Linked DNA regions of Zea mays: region 2 is linked to region 1. A link is a contact called in public Hi-C data. All regions are on one chromosome and are shown on one strand. Each heading gives the region's core, a stretch centred on a gene start, on an enhancer-like site or on the middle of the called end of the contact. The rest is flanking DNA. Distances are from core to core; before and after follow the strand shown. Region 1 holds the start of LOC100383763 (Tetratricopeptide repeat (TPR)-like superfamily protein). Region 2 holds the start of LOC103631944.

Region 1 (4,466 bases), core at 544-3,043:
ACGTGTCCATGGACCGCGGCCTGCGCGACCAGCTGTGTGCCGCGGCCGAGGAGAAGGTTGTGCCGCCGCGCCTGTTCAAGCAGTAACAACACAAATACACTCTTTGCTTAATATGTAGCAAAGAGCCAGCTCCATCGGTGTGAGGCATCCTGTTTCCGTGAGAACCCTCTTTGCATTTGTGATGGAACATGGAACACTGTTTTCTTGATACAAACGTACTAAATAAGGAGAGGTTACCTTGATGCTGGAAGGAGAGAGGCGGATGGTCTGACCGACGCCGCTAAGAGCACACTGCACAAACCCGGAGCCAAGTATGGTTCGTGAGCACGAGCCCACTTTCCTCATGCCATCCTCTGAGGAGAACGTGGGACCCAGCCCGAGAAGGATCACGCGCTGGGCGACCGGAACCACCTCTCACCGGGGGGGACACATTGGGATGGGTGGGGGCCTTACCACGTGCGGCGGACGGAGGTCGCCGAGGCCTGCCAATGGGCACGACGACGGGGTGACAAGGACCGGCGGCGAGGGTTAGGGTTTGAGAGCAGTCAAGTGCGGAAGGACGGACGGGCGGTGGGGGGAGCTAGGTCTGAACCGAATAGGGCCATGAGACGGCGGAGGATCTCCTCTGCAAACACGCACAGTGCGATGGGCAGGAACTTACCTCGCGCGGCGACGGACGGTGATTTGGGCTTGGGAGTCGCTCATCTCGCCCGACAGCCGCCTCCCCTCTCCTTCCTTTCTCCTTCCTCCCACGCAACCGGTGCTGTGGGGCGGGGCGCGGTGATTTTGGCTTGGGGGGCGGAGGGAGAGCCGGAGAGGGAGGGAGCACCGGCCAGGCCAGAGGGCGAGGGGGGTGAGGCGATGCGAGGAGGACGACATCGTGGGTGGCCAAGGAGGACTGAGGCGGTGTCGGTTGCAGCTGCGAGGGAGGCGGGGAGGGGAGGGCGGTCGAGCAAACGAACGGTGCAGCGGGCGCGAGGGTGATGCTCGACGAACGGACGGCTTAGATTGGCTGAAGGCAGAACGCAAGGGGGCAGCCTACCCCTTGCAGCCTTAATAGGTAGTATAGATATCTGTACATTGCCATTGTACCATATGTTTTGGTGAATCTCGTCTAACCTCGAGTACCCTTGAAATCTTTCCAGCAAACATCGGGACTCATGATGACAATGAAGGATGTGATGGGTTTGTGTCTGTTAGCCATATAAGGTTGCACGTTAAGCATGCCCCTGACTTGCCGGACGAGCAGCAAGACTTCGGGATCTTGATTGGCTAAGGCACTAAGAATAGAATAGCTTTTCCAGAAAAGAGAGACAACAACGGACACTGTACTATGTAGTGGTGAAATAGCTAGATTAAGATAATAAAATTTATATATGACTAGGATCATAAATGGATTACGAAACATTTTTATCATAACAATATAACACACGTTTATACATAAATTATTATAGTATTATATATTCCCGTTGCAACGCACGGACACTCACCTAGTATATATATAAATGTAGCAATTAGCAATGTACGCAGCACGAGCACTATAAAGCCACCAATTCTTCGGCTTTAACGGTGAAGCTATTTTTATAGAAATCCAACTAAATTGGGCCTTATTCAGGGTCCTGACGTCCGGAGGTAGCAAATTAGTACTTGGACCTAGGCGGCGTAACTTGGTCCAACGCCCACAGCCCATGGGCTAGCTAACCCTTCGCGTGCGACGTCGGCTTGCCAGCCGCAGGCCCTCGGGCTCTCTTTACCCATCTCCAGTCCTCCAACCCCAATCCTCTCCTTTCCATCCACGCCGCTGCGCTTCCGATGCAACCCTAACCACCTCATCGCCGGCACGATCTTCCCCGCCCCCACTCCCCGGCTATTGCCTCTGATTGGCGGCTCTCCGGTGCGTGCCCCCTTGCTCTCCCTATCACCTTTACACGCCCCCTTCCACTCTTGCGCGTTAATTTCACCTACCGCTTTTTGTCTGTTCGCCTTAGGGATTCACGTTGGTCCGGGGTACGGCTCCTGCGATTTTCACGCAATGGAGCAAGATCAGAGCGTGGTTGTCGGCAGCGCGGACTCTGGTGCTGCGGCTTTTGGTTTTGCGACTGGCAACCCCCCTAGCTTGGCTGTGACCGGCGGAAGCGCCGTGGCCCCCGACGGTGGAGCTCAGGCAGCTGATGCCTCTGCGTACCAGGCCGAGCACACGGCGTTGAATGGGACTGTCGGCGATATGGGTAATTACCCATCTACAGGAGCTGCAGAGAACGGCGAAGCCGTCCCCAACGAGACGGGCGAGCCGGTTCCTGAGCTATCGTACGAAGAAGGTAATATTGGGCTTGCAGGCTCGCCTAATCTGGTACCCTACCTTCTGTTTGCTCTTAACGTCCCGCTTTCTTATGCAGCCGTGCTTTCAGCAGAAGAGGCTAGGTTATGGAGTGTTGTTACCGCGAATTCCTTAGATTTTAATGCCTGGACCGCACTTATTGAGGAAACAGAGAAAAATGCTGAGGTAATGTTTGGTTAGCTACTTGCCGATATAAACATTCTCGTAACGTTCTTTGTGCAGCTAGCTATCTGTAAATGAGCTGATTTCGATAGCAGCTTGTAATTATAAGCTATTTGTCAATCTGCAATTGTTTGCCCATGGCTTTGATTTGGGGCATATTGTAATGGTGCATTTATTTTTGTTATATGATCAGTTACTTCCTTGTTCTTCTGTCTCTATCCTGCTAGTGGACTATGGTTCCTCTTGTTGCCTACAGTCAACTTGAAGTGTTTATGCATCTAATGCTTTAATTTTCCCTTCTGTATCCTTTAGTGTCCTTCACTATTTTGTGTTTCTAATAAAGTATACTTAATTTGAATCCGATCTGATTACCAGTCATAAGAATCAGAACTCTTGATACGATGATAATATTTATCCTAAATGCTAATGCATACTTCTGTATATTCTTGTCCAGAACAATATTTTGAAGATACGGAAAGTGTATGATTCGTTTCTTGCGGAATTCCCTCTTTGCTTTGGGTATTGGAAGAAATATGCTGACCATGAAGCGAGACTTGATGGTGTGAGTAAAGTTATAGAGGTGTATGAACGAGCAGTTCTCGCAGTTACTTATTCAGTGGACATTTGGTATAACTATTGTCAGTTTGCAATTTCAACATATGATGATTCAGATATCATACGAAGGTAGCAAATTAGCAATCCATACGCAATATGCTTGTTCCAATGAAACTTCTGTACCTAGGGTCTGTCTTCTGATTATTTGAAATGACTGGGCATTTGAAATCTATATTATTATACATAAATTCTTGATTAAGCTCTTATCATAGCTCAATGCCCACTTCTGCACTTTGTGTGGCAGCATAGTCTATCTGAGATTGGATATGTAAAAATGTATCTATGTTATTGGAGTGGTTGTATGCCTCTGAGTTGCAACAGGCCAATGGTTAATCCTATACTTACCTTTAGGGGCTAAACATAATGTATTTTTTTGGCCTTTTGTGAACTCAGTCTTGATGTAGTCACTTCTTTTGAGCCTATGTCAGTTCATACTCCATACAAAAGCTTTTATATGAGTGACATTAACATGCTTATTTGATCAAAGATGCTTTAATCTCTAGTACTCTACATATATGGTCATATAAGTATTATTGAAATATGCATTTAATGAATAATGTTGTCATCCCTAGATGTAAATAGCTACTACCTTTGCATCTGCCAGGCCCAGGCATCCATTGCATGTCCCATTGATGTACTTCTGTTTTTGTCTCTTGTTTTGTTGTGAATCAATAAACTTTGCTGAACCTTTGGAGTAACTTTCTCTGCCTTCTGGTTTTTTACAGACTGTTTGAACGTGGCTTGGCATATGTTGGAACAGATTATCATTCCAATATTTTGTGGGATGAGTATATTAAGTATGAAGAGTCACTGGAGGCTTGGAGTCATCTAGCTGATATATATACAAGAGTATTGGAGCATCCCATCCAGCAGCTTGATCGGTATTTTAATTGGTAAGTTCTTTCACATATTTCTATGTGTTCTTATTCAAATCTTTGAACTTTAGCTTTCCCTTTTGCGTTAATATGAATATTATCTATCTTTTGTTTATTTGTGCTAGTTGATAGCTTTGTTGTCTGATGAGTTGTTCAATAAGCATATCACGAACAACAGTTGTGTCTGCCATGTGTGAACTAAAGTAATGTATGTGCATCACTAGACCATTTTGTCTTTTGTGTTACTAATCATTATTTTTACGCAGCCTCAAGGAATTGGCTTCGAAGCACAGTTTATCAGAAATACTTACTGCAGAAGAAGCCTCGTTGTATGTTGTCACATCTGAGACCACTGCTCAAGCGCCTGATGGTGAGGCACATCCTGATGATGTTGATAAGCTTGGTCAACCAGAAATTTCGTCTTCAACAGACGCAGAAAGCCTTGCAAAGTATGTCTCCATGAGGGAAGAGATGTA
Region 2 (4,456 bases), core at 1,895-4,394, 260 kb after region 1:
ATGTTTGACAATTTCTGTGTTGCCTTGTTCTTAATTCGAAGCATTTAAGGACAAGTCCCCAACACTCTCCCATCTCTTTTTAAAGACTTGAGCTTGTGCAAACCACTCTTGTGCTTTCTTGGTGTTCTTGAAACCCTAGGTTTCAAGATCTTTTGAGGTTTCTTGGGAGTCTCCAAATTTGTGGACGACCCCAAGAAGTTTGTATCACCCACTTCTTGAGCTAAGATAAGAAGAGATTGCCTTGACCTTTGTGGTCGGCTTTTGGAGGATTAGGGTTGAAAAAGACCCGACCCTTTGTGGGCTCCTCAAAGGGGAGTAGGACACCTTTGTGGTGTGGCCAAACCTCAGATTAAATCATGTGTCTTGTGTTCTTGCTTGTCTTTAACTTAAGATATTTTTACTTGCAAGAGTGACATATAGATTTTTCCGTAGAGTATATCTAGAAGTGAAATAGCCTTTGCATACTCATCTTCTCATTCTAAATTAGTTATACTTACTTCTCAAAAGGACTCGCGAAATACTTTTTCGAGTAGATTATAGTCTAAAGTTTATAAAACAGTTGGATTGGTTCAGAGTGCTTCAACTTGCACACGTAGTTGTTGAACCGGTCTGCACCAGTCGAACTGTGTATTTAACAATCTTTCGAAATTTGTTGTGAAAATTTTCAGATTAGCCTATTCACCCCCCCTCTAGGCTACTTTCACCACCGCTGAGGCGATGCGCGCGGCGTGCCCTGACGCGGAGGCGGACACAGAGAGATCCCGCATAAAGGCCGAGCTGACGGGGCGAAGATGGCTAGCGCGGAGGCGGAGCGGCTGGCACCAACACAGATCTTTCTCGTCGTCGTAGCCCTTGGCAGGCCCCGCCGAGGCGGACACGTAAGAATCCACGCGATCCACAGGCGACGCTGGCCGGAGCCTTGGTCCCTCGACGGCCTTGCGTGTGCGGGTCAAGGTCGTTCGGGTGCGGGCGGCACAGGTGCAACAACGAGGGTGGCTTGCGGTTGCAGCGCGGGGGCGGGGCATCGATATCCTCGAGGCGGGACGCTGAGCAACGACGACGCTTGGAGTAGGGCGGCGTGGGGAGGGAGCTTGGGTTTGGCGGTGGGGACCACAATGGTGGGGTTGAGGAGGGTGAAGTCATGGTCAGTGGTGGGAATTAGGCCGGGTCGGGCCAGCCGCCAAGCCCATCGTGCTTCGTGTCAAACGGATTCTGGCTAGGAAAGCCCAAAAAAATTTTGAGCCGTGCTGTGCCAGCCCGAAGTGTAAAAACAGTGGCCCAGTCCGGCCCTAAACCACGTCGTGCCTTCGTTGGCCCGTGCTGGCCCAAGCCCGATCCGTATATTTGACCACATAAAATCAAAATATTACAACCATATAAAGTTAATAGCTTACTAAATTAAAGATATTAAACAATTCTAGCATCATTTAACGACATAAACTCCCAATATAACAACAATATAAAGTCGATATCTTACTAAATTAAAGAAATTAAACAGATTGGACTTAATTAGGCCGTGCCGGGGGCCAAACGACCGGAATTTGAGGCCCGACCTAGGCCTGTCTTCGGGCCGTGCTAGCCCGACCCATATTATTTCGTGCTGGACCTTGCTTTGGGCTTCTATTTTCGGACCGTGCTCGTGCTGGCCCAAGAAATCCGGCCTATATTCCCAACACTAGTCATGGTAGTACCGTTGTCTATACTATTGATTTAATAGATACTAGAGAAGAGATAGAGAAGAGATGGACGAGATTATTAGTGGGCTCGTCGATCACACAAACGTTCACACATGCTCGAACGATTTAGCCCAAAGCTTATCCATCGGTCCAGCCCAACACACTTACATCCTCCACAACGATGAGCCCACTAATATGGAGGAGCATTAGAGCATCTCCAAGAGACTCTTTATTTTTGACTCTCTATTTGACACTTTATTTGTCTCTCTATAAATATTAAACTCTATATATAACATCTCATTCCAATAGACTCTCCAATATACAAGTTAGCTTGGCTAGGGAGAGTTGTTAGCCAAATTTGGCTAGTGAGGGGGTTAATTTAGAGAGCCCGATAGCTTAGCAAGTTAAATGGCTAGTCTGTTGGAGAGCTATTATGCTATTAAGTAGCTAAAATTTAGCTTGACAAGTTATTTAGCTAATCTCTTGGAGATGCTCTAAGCCTACCACTAGTAGTCATCTCTAAACCCTAAACTCTAAAACCTTCTCCTACGTCAATAGTTACCTGTCAGTGCAAATCTCTTATTTAAGGACTGTTTAATAGAATAACACGTAAATCATGACGCTGTCCAACCTGATATCTTTTATGTGTGGAAATTACTGTAACAATTGATATTCTAGGATGCATTGTAGCATTTATTTAAATAGAGTACCATCAGAAAAATAATTGGAAACCTTTTTGTCCTTGCTTTTATTTGACGAGTAATGATCCTCTTTCTTTCCTTTTGCGGTCTCCTTTTTTGCAGGTTCAACAATTTTGTCAAATCATTGCTGAAACGCTATGAATGTCAAATCGTCATCACGTTCAAGATGGGGACGGGTCCTCGACAGCCGCTTCAACGCCGCTAATTGGGTCTCATCTTCAGTAGCGTCCTGCGTGGCGTGGTGGGGCGAAACAACAACAGGGTTGACGGAGGAAGATGGAGCTCGTTCGAGCAGCAGTGGCGAGCAGGCACACGTGCACCTCCACGTTAGAGTAGTTGTCCTCTGCTGGTGCCGCGACGATGTTGAGAAAATAGCGCGGCCCACCGCTGAGGCGATGCGCGTGGTGTGCCCTGACGCGGAGGCGGACACAGAGAGATCCCGCATAAAGGCCGAGCTGACGGGGCGAAGATGGCTAGCGCGGAGGCGGAGCGGCTGACCCCAGCACAGATCTTTCTCGTCGTCGTAGCCCTTGGCAGGCCCCGCCGAGGCGAACACGTAAGAATCCACGCGATCCGCAGGCGACGCTGGCCGGAGCCTTGGTCCCCCGACGGCCTTGCGTGTGCGGGTCAAGGTCGTTCGGGTGTGGGCGGCGCGGGTGCAACAACGAGGGCGGCTTGCAGTTGCGGCGCGGGGGCGGGGCATCGATATCCTCGAGGCGGGACGCTGAGCAACGACGACGCTTGGAGTAGGGCGGCGTGGAGAGGGAGCTTGGGTTTGGCAGCGAGGACCACAATGGTGGGGTTGAGGAGGGTGAAGTCATGGTTAGTGCTGGGAATTAGGTCGGGTCGGGCCAGCCCGGCCCAAGCCCATCGTGCTTCGTGTCAAATGGATTCGGGCCAAGAAAGCCCCAAAAAAATTTGAGCCATGCCGTGCTAGCCCGAAGTGTAAAAACAGTGGCCCAGTCCGGCCCTAAACCACGTCGTGCCTTCGTTGGCCCGTGCCGGCCCAAGCCCGATCCGTATATTTGACCACATAAAATCAAAATATTACAACCATATAAAATTAATAGCTTACTAAATTAAAGATATTAAACAATTCTAGCATCATTTAACGACATAAACTCCCAATATAACAACAATATAAAGTCGATATCTTACTAAATTAAAGAAATTAAACAGATTGGGCTTAATTGGGCCGTGCCGGCCCAAGCCCTGCCCATCTATACGGGCCGTGCCGGGGGCCAGATGACCGGAATTTGAGGCCCGACCTAGGCCTGTCTTCGGACCGTGCTAGCCCGACACATATTATTTCGTGCTGAACCTTGCTTTGGGCTCCTATTTTCGAACCGTGCTCGTGTTGGCCCAAAAAACCCGGCCTATATTTCCAGCATGCCGTTGTCTATACTATTGATTTGATAGATAGCAGAGAAGAGATGGACGAGATTATTAGTGGGCTCGTCGATCACGCAAACGTTCACACATGCTCGAACGATTTAGCCCAAAGCTTATCCATCGGTCCAGCCCAACACACTTACATCCTCCACAACGATCACCCCAATCCATTCTCTCCTCACACGGGCGCGACCCAAAACCCCATTCATCCCCTCCTCCGGTCTCGACTGCCATGGCCGCCGGGCGGGCCTTCCTTGGCGCGCCGTGCTCCTCCCTCGCCGCCGGCGCCCGTTGCCTTGCCTTCGCTTCCCCTTTGCCCCGGAACCTCACCCCCGCGCTCCGCTGCGGCGTTCGCGGTCGCTGCATCGCCTCCGCCTCCTCGTCCCCTGACTCGCCCCCCTTGCCGGAGCCCTACGTGCTCACCACTCCTCTCTACTACGTCAACGCTCCGCCGCATATGGGAAGCGCCTACACCACCATCGCAGCGGACGCCATCGCCCGCTTCCAGGCAAGCCTCCACCCACGATTGCAGCGGCTGTATTTTTGAACAGTTAGTTGTCGAACCTACAAAAGCAAATTGCACATGCCCGGGTTGCACGAGATCCACTGCAGCACTAATCTTACCAACATGGGGTCAAACATTTTGTCAAGTGGCTGTTGTGCACTTGTACTGCTGTCAGAAACGTG

Evidence for each region. Hi-C and Micro-C count contacts between places; a contact is called where the count stands out from the background.
Region 2: a Hi-C map of leaf shows a contact between it and region 1, with 4 times the contacts expected there. The contact joins the promoter of LOC103631944 here to the promoter of LOC100383763 in region 1. A contact is called at or near these places in 6 of 25 Hi-C or Micro-C datasets (ear, endosperm, leaf and 1 more).

Annotation. Positions count from the first base shown.
Region 1 is chr1:20,779,927-20,784,392 of Zm-B73-REFERENCE-NAM-5.0, forward strand. LOC100383763 (Tetratricopeptide repeat (TPR)-like superfamily protein) reads left to right here and starts at 1,794. Exons shown (of 14, transcript NM_001362135.1): 1 at 1,794-1,894; 2 at 1,989-2,318; 3 at 2,397-2,503; 4 at 2,955-3,184; 5 at 3,841-4,008; 6 at 4,257-4,466. The coding sequence starts at 2,033.
Region 2 is chr1:21,034,156-21,038,611 of Zm-B73-REFERENCE-NAM-5.0, forward strand. It overlaps LOC103631944, which reads right to left and starts at 3,145. Exons shown (of 1, transcript XM_008653798.3): 1 at 2,294-3,145. The coding sequence starts at 3,080. The coding sequence ends at 2,499. It overlaps LOC103631953 (methionine--tRNA ligase, chloroplastic/mitochondrial), which reads left to right and starts at 3,859. Exons shown (of 12, transcript XM_008653808.3): 1 at 3,859-4,277. The coding sequence starts at 4,002.